Linked DNA regions of Triticum aestivum: region 1 is linked to region 2. The links are chromatin contacts, called in public Hi-C maps. All regions are on one chromosome and are shown on one strand. Each heading gives the region's core, a stretch centred on a gene start, on an enhancer-like site or on the middle of the called end of the contact. The rest is flanking DNA. Distances are from core to core; before and after follow the strand shown. Region 1 holds the start of LOC123092219 (serine/threonine-protein kinase AtPK2/AtPK19). Region 2 holds the start of LOC123092216 (protein ENHANCED DISEASE RESISTANCE 4).

Evidence for each region. Hi-C and Micro-C count contacts between places; a contact is called where the count stands out from the background.
Region 1: a Hi-C map of leaf shows a contact between it and region 2, with 5 times the contacts expected there. The contact joins the promoter of LOC123092219 here to the promoter of LOC123092216 in region 2. A contact is called at or near these places in 4 of 5 Hi-C or Micro-C datasets (leaf and an unstated tissue).

Annotation. Positions count from the first base shown.
Region 1 is chr4B:373,289,943-373,294,034 of IWGSC CS RefSeq v2.1, reverse strand. LOC123092219 (serine/threonine-protein kinase AtPK2/AtPK19) reads right to left here and starts at 2,700. Exons shown (of 7, transcript XM_044513921.1): 1 at 2,482-2,700; 2 at 596-1,584; 3 at 407-489; 4 at 207-327; 5 at 1-109. The coding sequence starts at 1,255.
Region 2 is chr4B:373,076,961-373,081,312 of IWGSC CS RefSeq v2.1, reverse strand. LOC123092216 (protein ENHANCED DISEASE RESISTANCE 4) reads left to right here and starts at 2,011. Exons shown (of 4, transcript XM_044513918.1): 1 at 2,011-2,326; 2 at 2,661-2,701; 3 at 3,203-3,450; 4 at 3,577-4,352. The coding sequence starts at 3,330.

The DNA of each region.
Region 1 (4,092 bases), core at 1,451-3,950, 210 kb before region 2:
CTCTGCCCTGAACAATTTCCGGGGCCATATACTCCACAGTGCCGCACATTGAATTTGATCTAGTGTTCTCATCAAACTCCTTTGCCAGGCCAAAATCAGTTAGCATGGCCTACAATGGAAGACGCACGTCAAGAAATTTCCCCTCTGGCGATCATAACACGAAGAGTGAAAAAGTAACATAAGAAGACACATTAAAGGAGCCTTACATGGCCATGAGCGTCCAATAAGATGTTCTCAGGCTTCAGATCTCTATGCATAATCCCATTGGCATGAAGGTGGGCTACAGCAGATACAATTTCAGCAGTATAGATGCGCGCAAGCTCCTCCCTACCACATAAGTAGAAGCTTAATAAAAAGGTTGTCACATCTGGATAGGTGTACAGATGAGATTACAGAATTAAATTACCTAAACAAGCCTTGTTGGTAAAGCTGAAAGAAGAGATGCCCCCCATTTACAAAGTCCAAGACCAGATAAAGTCGGTACTTAGTCTGCAAAGTAAGTTTTGGTTTTAGCACTGGCAGATGCAAAACACTACAGATAATGTATTCATGCTTGAAAAAAACAGTGCACACACAGAAATGGTAAACGGCCTACCTGAAAGGAGTACCTCAGCTGCACCACAAAAGGATGATCAACTTTTGTCAGTATATCTCTCTCTGCTTTCATGTACTCAGCATGGTTCTTCTCCAAAATCTTGTCTTTCCTCATGACTTTCATTGCATATATATCTGAAGTACATTTCCTTCTCACCTGATAGACTTTGCCAAATGCCCCTTGGCCAACAAGCTTCAAGAGTTCAAAGTCGTCGAGTCCAACAGCCTCATTCTCCTTTGTTGTATCATTGAGCTCTTCATCACTAAGACTCCCCTGGCCACTTTTCTTTTCTTTAGAAAGACACTCTAGCAGATCTAATGAGCTCTCAGACTCATGTAGAGTAAGCTTACTAAGTGGCAAGGATTGGCTAACAAGTGAAGTTGGGCCAACAAGAGAATGAGATCGCTTGGTAATGACTACAGGGTCATTGTAAACCTCCTCATTCGACTCGGCCAAAGGTGCAGGGCTGCCTGGAGTGAGAATGCTTACTTCTGTGGGGGTCTGGACCGCCGTAGCACCAAAAACATCGTTAAAATCAAACTCAACATTTTCAGGAAGGACAACATCTGGAGGCCCTTTTGGCAGAAGTATCATCCCTGTAAAGAGCTTGGGGCGCTGTGTATGGGTTGTTGTAACTGAAGGTATCTCAGAGGAAACCATCTTCAGGAACCAGGATTCAACACTTTGAGAGTCTTGATGAAAGCTAGCGGTAGCTGCACGGCTTCCCGCTACCAATTCACAGAAATATAGAATGAACACCTTATGAGGCAGCTCTGTCTAAGGGAGGCTCCTTCCACAAATACCCAAGACAACGGAAGATGCAGGGCTGCGAACAATGGCCTTGAACAAGTGGAAGTTCACGGAGACAACAGGAAATCCCAGGAATCCCGGGCAAAGGCAGGGCGGGAAGCTTCCGTTGTTTCCCGATGAACAGGAAACTCTGGATGCCACTGTTCTTCCTGAATACATGAGATCAACTTGTCTATGGGCTGCACGCAGAAGGATATTATAGTTAATTCAACAATTTCACAAATAAGGAAGCTTGTACTAAGAAAAACATTGGGATTATTCAAAGTATAAAACCATGTGCTCATCTGCAAATTGAATCGGTAGGGCACCATGTTATCTTAAGCAGAGACTAAACGTAAAGACAGTTAAAGCGTGTTCTAAAAGTAATTTGCTACTGAAGTTAGAAAAAAGGGTTTTCCAATCAGAGGAACAACAGCATTCCAAATTTAGCCCCAAAAGTCATGAGACCCACCCAACCAGGATACGTCTCTACCTCGAAATAACCCCGATTGATGAAACGTCCATCCTATGCCCGATCTAGTGCCTATCCAAACACGAAGCCCAACTAAAATTGGCATTCCCATCTGCCAAGAATGGGGACGCGTGTCAATAAACCCAGACAAAAAAGAACGGGAAGGAAACTTATTGGAGAGCTCACAAATTTACTGCGTATCCACACCTCTCGCAGCTAACACCCAAATTAACCGTACAAAACCATAGGAGTACTTTTTCTAACATAATATACACGCACCGAATTACACTCAGAAGGACACAATTACCATGGAAGGTCAAGGCATCAGCTAAATCCCAAATCGACGACTAGCCCCTGCCCACTATGAGCGCCACAGATCCAAAGAACGGAATCCTGTGCAGATCTAACAGACCCACGAATCTGCGCCCAGGCACCAACGCAATTGGGCGCCGCGAAACCCGCAGCGCTAACCGGTCAGACGAGCAATCGCAAAACCTTAACTGCACCCGAAATAATCGGAAAAAGACGCGTAAAAGAGGCGTGCTCGAGCCGGACGAACGTCCCGGCGAGGAGAAAATAGAAGGAAACGGAGGAGAGGAGGGCCGGAGAGACCACGGCTACGAACCTTTGCGGAGGGTGAGGGGGACGGCTGGAAGCGGCGGCGAGTGCACGGCGATCCCCTGCGGCGGGGCGGCGAGGGGGCTCCTATTATAGAATAGGGGCGTGGTGTGCGGGGCTCCGGTAACCGTAAGGGGACGCGTGGCGGGCTCGCATTGGTGGACTCCGTTAACGGGATCGAGGCGGGCTCGCGATGCGAGTTGGCTTGTGGCGAATATGCTGCGCCGCCGAGATGGGCCGCCAGTTGGACCACCTGGGGCCCGCTGTCATGGTCACGGGGGGAAAGGAAGAGGCACGCGGGCAGTTCTGGTGGTTGTCAATCCGCTCTCTCCTCGCGCAAAACGCGAGGGGTTATCTTGGTTTGGCGCCAAGGTTGCTTCTAGTTTTTGGTTTGGTTTCCCCCCTGCGAAAGGGATAGAGAGATAGAGCTCTGCCGTGTGCTGTGTAGGCCAAGCCAAAGTTTTTTTCTTTTCTTTTGCGGGCCAAGCCAAAGGGAGCGTGTTAGAGAGGTTGTGTAAAGAATCTTGTTTTTATGGATCGGTTTCTTCTCTGAACCACACGTCTTATCTCTTTTTGAATAGTTTCAAACTTTGAATTGCTTACATCACGTTTTATCTCTTTTTTTTAAGGAATGCCATCATGGCTTATTTTATTGACAGTTTTGCTAAGTCTCTGTCGACTGAGACTTAGTTATGTCTCAGTCGATCTCTATTCGTTTGATCTTTGCGTGGAGATCCATGCAATTTTTTTCTTTTTTTTCTTTTTCTTACTTATATCATGTCACTTGACTGAGACTTGATTAAGTCTCAATCGGCTAAGACCTAGACACACCTTTTTATTGATTAACACCAAACGTCATTCATGAGAAGCTCGAAAATAAAAGAGAGAGAATTGTCTGCCAATTACGTGAAAATCTTTGCTTGGTTAAATTTTTCTCGTTTTAAGATTGTTTTTTGCCCAAGGGGTTGTAATAAAGTAGCTGACACTTTAGCTGCTCATGGTGTGCGTATGACCCATGCATCCTCAGCCTTGTGGCCTGATGGGGCGCCAGACTTTGTTCATGCGATGATTGCCAGCGATTTGGCTGGTTGTTTTGGTTAATGGAATAGAGAGTATTCCGGCTCAAAAAAAACTGTGCACAAATTGGACATCTCCTATCTCGAAACCAAGTCCACACAATCAACACACGTTGTCGCATCTTCACACCACCATGTAGACGATCCCATACACGCTCCTACTACTCTAGTAGAATCATACTCCACAATAATATGATGATATCCCCTCGACGCTACCAACGAAAGGCCCTCCCTCGTAGCGTATGCTCCCATCAACGATGCATTAGAAGCATCGGGAAAGAAAGTACATGTTGCAACAAAATTAGCATGTGAATCACAGATCACTGCGCTGTTGAAAATATGTCCTAGCAATACTATTTTTTTTATTTCCACGTTCATAGTTAATGTTTATATTGAAGGAAATATGCCCTAGAGGCAATAATAAAATAGTTATTTTATATTTCCTTATATCAAGATAAATGTTTATTATTCATGCTAGAATTGTATTACCCGAAAACTTGATACATGTGTGTGGATACATAGACAAAACATCGTGTCCCTAG
Region 2 (4,352 bases), core at 762-3,261:
CTTTGGAAGCATTCAAGGCCCGACATAATGACAAGCCATTCATTCTTACGCATTGTTGGACGCTCATCAACAATTGCCCTAAGTTCAAAGATCATTATCGTGAATTTCAAAGGAAGAGAGGCAAGAAGACGGCCGCGTTGGCCGGAGGTGGAGATGGTGAGGCGTTGAAGAGGCCGAGGGGCAAGACCAACTCCAAGATTGACGGCATACGTGATGCGTCATCCATGACCTTACATGAGACTTTGCACGACATGATGTCTCAAAAGGATGTGACGGACAAGAAGAAGTGACAAAGCAAGGACGAGCAAATGAAGCATTACCTAGAGTTTCAAAGGAAGAAGCTTAAGATGGAGGAGACGGCCAAGAAGAGGAAGATCGACATGGAGGAGGCGTCCCGGCAAAGGCAACTCGACATCGAGGCCGCCAATGTCACGGCCAGGAAGAGGCAGCTCGACATCGAGGCCACCAATGCCGCAACCAAAGCAAAGGAGGTGGCCCTAGCGATCATGAGCGTGGACTTGACCAAGATGAGCGAGAAGACGAGGAGCTAGTTCGAGGCCAGGCAGAAGGAGATGCTCGACGCCGACAGCCTGAATTAGGTGGTCTGTTCGGCCGTGGCCGTTCTTTTTGGAGGCTGGCATGGGTGCCGGCGAGAAACCTATTCATTTTGAAGGCTGGTTGTGTTGCCGGCGACAAAACTATTCATTTTGTAGGTTGGCTCTGTTGCCGGTCGCTGGTTGAGTCACCGGTGAGGACGTGTAGGCGGGTTGTGTTGCCGACATGAACTAGGGCTGCTCGCATGAACTAGGGCGTGGTTTATTCGAAAATTTACGTTTGAAAAATGAGACAGACCGAATGCGGCCGAAGGATGGGTCCACACGTTGGGCGCACGGTCACCGCATCTCAGAAATGGCCCGGACACGTCCCTATGGCCCGCCCCAAACAGACGTCCGTCTGGGGTCGTGCCCTAGAGTTGGTCTAAAAGGATGAAACTGGGAAGGCAGCAAAGAGTCTCGCGGTCGCGGAGGCAAAGCACGCGTGGATAAAGCGGGCGACTCGGCCCCACACGGTCCCAGCGTCCTGGCACTGCAGCATCCAGAACCACGAGCTGAGGGTTGGACGTGGCGGCGAGGTGCACCGGAGCCCCCCGACCCACCCACCACGAGCACTAGCGAGCACAGCCGCGGAAGGAGTCTAAGGCCCTCCACTATGTAGGCCAAAAGTGATGCTAAATACACTTTTGCTTTATTTGGCACCGGTGCTCTTCATTGCCCAGCCGGTGCCATAAAAAAGATTCTGGGAACCGGAGCAAGTAGCTGCTCCGGTGCCAAATCCACAAGCAGCAAACAATTAGCTCCCTGGCCCACAGAAGAAAGTGAAGCAGACTGAAGACACTCACGTAAAGCAAGTAGTTGATGGCTGGTTGAGTATTTTATTGGCCTCTTGGGTCCAGCTTTTTTCAAGGCTACGAACACCACATTGTGAGACGGGTGCCAAATAATGTCTCCAGGGCATCGCTGCCCAGCCAGCTATATTTTAATAAACGGGGCATCGACTACATAGTGGAAGGCCTAAGAGATCCACAGCCGGCCGATCAACCTCTCCCTCTCCCTATCCCGAGTCATTCCCTTGCGCTGTTACTCCCTCCGGTCCTTTTTACTCTGCATATTAGGTTTGTCTGAAGTCAAACTCATCCAATTTTGACCAAGTTTATATAAAAAATTATTGACATTTACATAACAACACCAACATCATTAGATTCATTTCGGAATATATTTTCATATTATATTTATTAGATATCATAGATGCTAATAATTTTTAATATAAATTTGGTCAAACTTAGTTAAGTTTGACTTTTGGCAAATCCAATGTGCAGAGTAAAAAGGACCGGAGTGAGTATTTTACACCGCGCGCGCGTTTGACCGTGGACTCTCCCTCCTTCCTTCCCCACCTCTCTCTCTCGCTATCGCTCTCCGCTGGCAGCGCGCGGCGAAAGTCTTCCCCGCTGCGCGCAACCCCGTTCAGACCGGGGATCGGGGCATTAAAACTTCCTTCCTACCATCAGTCAACTCTCCTCCTCCCCCTCCTCCTCCAGTCCTCCACTGTGTTGTGTATATACTACTCCTACTCCGCTTGACCTGACCTGACTAGTGGTGAGCCCGGGGGCGAGCGTGGAACTTCCGAGAACTCGAGTCCGAATTGCGAGAGACGGCGACCACGGGCAGGGCTGGTTGCACAAGCTCCCGAGCTTGTGGTGATTGTTGCGCCTCCCGGGGAAGAGTGGTGGAAACAACGAGGTGGAAGCGGCCAGGGAACAACGGGAAAGGTGACTTCTTGGCTTCTTCCCCTCTTCCTCTTCCTCTTCTTCCTTCCGCATTCGGTGCCTTTCCAGAGCCTAGTTTTTTTTCCCCTTCCCTCATCTCCTCCATTTCATCTTTTCTCTCTGTCTCGAGCTGGCTTCCAGATTGCTCTCTTCATGTGCTTGTTCCTAGACATCAGTAAGTCAGCATCGATTGCTCTGTCTTTTCTATTTTATTTTTTCTCTGTACTAGGACTAGGTTGCGACTCCATAGCACATAAGATTTTGTTTCCGAGATACGTACGAACATGTAAGATTCTCCGTCCGTTCCTTATGGAGATCCTACTTTGGATTTCGGCAGGTGTACGTGCTACTACCAACCAACCAACATGCCACAATAAGGTACCAACAATCAGTACCTTATTAGTACTACTACTCTACGTCTTTGTCCCAGTAGATTAATTCTGGATGAGCAAGACAAAGGGATCCCAACAATCACTGCCTTCCGATTTGTTTGTTTCTCTAATCGCCCAACTCCCCAAATAAATTCCTCCCTATTTAGCCAATAGGCCAAAACGCCTATTTGCCTACTGATGATTTCAATGTTTCAACCGCGAAGGCAGTAGTACGTGGTGCAATCTTGCCCCTGCATTTCTTGCTCTTGTTCACCAGCCAATCTTATTTTTCACACAAACAACAGCTAATCTTATTTGTATGTGGTGCTGCAACTGTATTTCTTGCAGTACCTTGTCCTTTACGTTTCTTCAGATTTGTTTCACACCACGGATACATGTCATTCACGTTCAATGGACTTTGAATTTTTTTAGCCAGGTTAGGTTTTCATGCTATTACTCCAACCAGGTGCTAGTGGAATCTCATCATTTTGCTCTTGAATGTTTGCAGATTCTGGACCTCGTATTACAGCATAAAAAGACATCTTTAGCAGGCATATCATTTTGGTGGTAGCTGGTAGATAGCTACCGCCTGGAAATATTGTGGTCTGGGTGATGCCCTTGGTCTTTCTTGTTTGATGGCAAGTGCTAACACAAGCGGGTTTCGCCTTGTGAGGTGCCCAAAGTGTCTTAACATTCTACCAGAACCTGCAAATGTTTCAGTCTACCAGTGCGGTGGATGTAACACCACTCTTAGAGGTACGAATGCCTTGCCACACTCAACTAGCGAGGTTTTCTCCTTATGAACTGGCATACACCAATCGGCTGCTCATTAGTTTCTGAGGAATTGATTGTTCTTTTTGGCATGTGTTTACATTTATGCAGCTAAAATCCGTGTCAGCGATGCCACCAAACAAGTTCGGCAAGACTCTGGGGATTACTCTCTTGTTCCCTCTGTGAGCAATGGGGTGTCGACAAAACAAGTTCGGCAAGACTCTGGTAATTACTCTGTTGTTACCTCTGTGAGCAATGGGGTGTCTCCCCAAAGCAACAAACTGGGTTCTATTGATGCTGCTGCGGATGACTCCATCACGCTTGGTGCTCCAAGCACCGAGATCGAGCAAGAGTGCAATGGCACCGGAAGCAGCGACAAGGGTGATATTATGTCAGATGAGGAGAATGTTATGGAGGTTGCAAATACCGGCGAAGACGGCAGTTCTGATGGGCAGGACACCAATGGAGAAATGGAAGATCTTGCTGCCCTTATACAACCCAGTCGCAGTGGGAATGGCACACAGATAGTAGATTCTGACAAAGAAGAGAACGGCACGGTGGAGCAAAGTGCAGAGAATTCAGAGGCTTGCAAAATAAACGAAGATGGTGATATGGAAAGCAGCCTGAGTACCTCAGAGCAGAACATGCCGTTATCTGAGGATAGAGAATTAGCTAGCAATTTGCCAGAATCTGAGAGTGGAGCACGCCAAACTGAACCCGAACCTGTGGCAAGCAGGAGAAGCAAGCTCGTAAGGGTGCATTCTCGGTCTTGTGATCTCCGAGAAGTGCCTGGAGTATCAGCTGACGCCCTTGCTTTCCACTCTTCCCGGACTTCATTCCAGTCAAAAAGCTTCAGGGCAAGCGAACCCCTTCAATCGAAGATTATG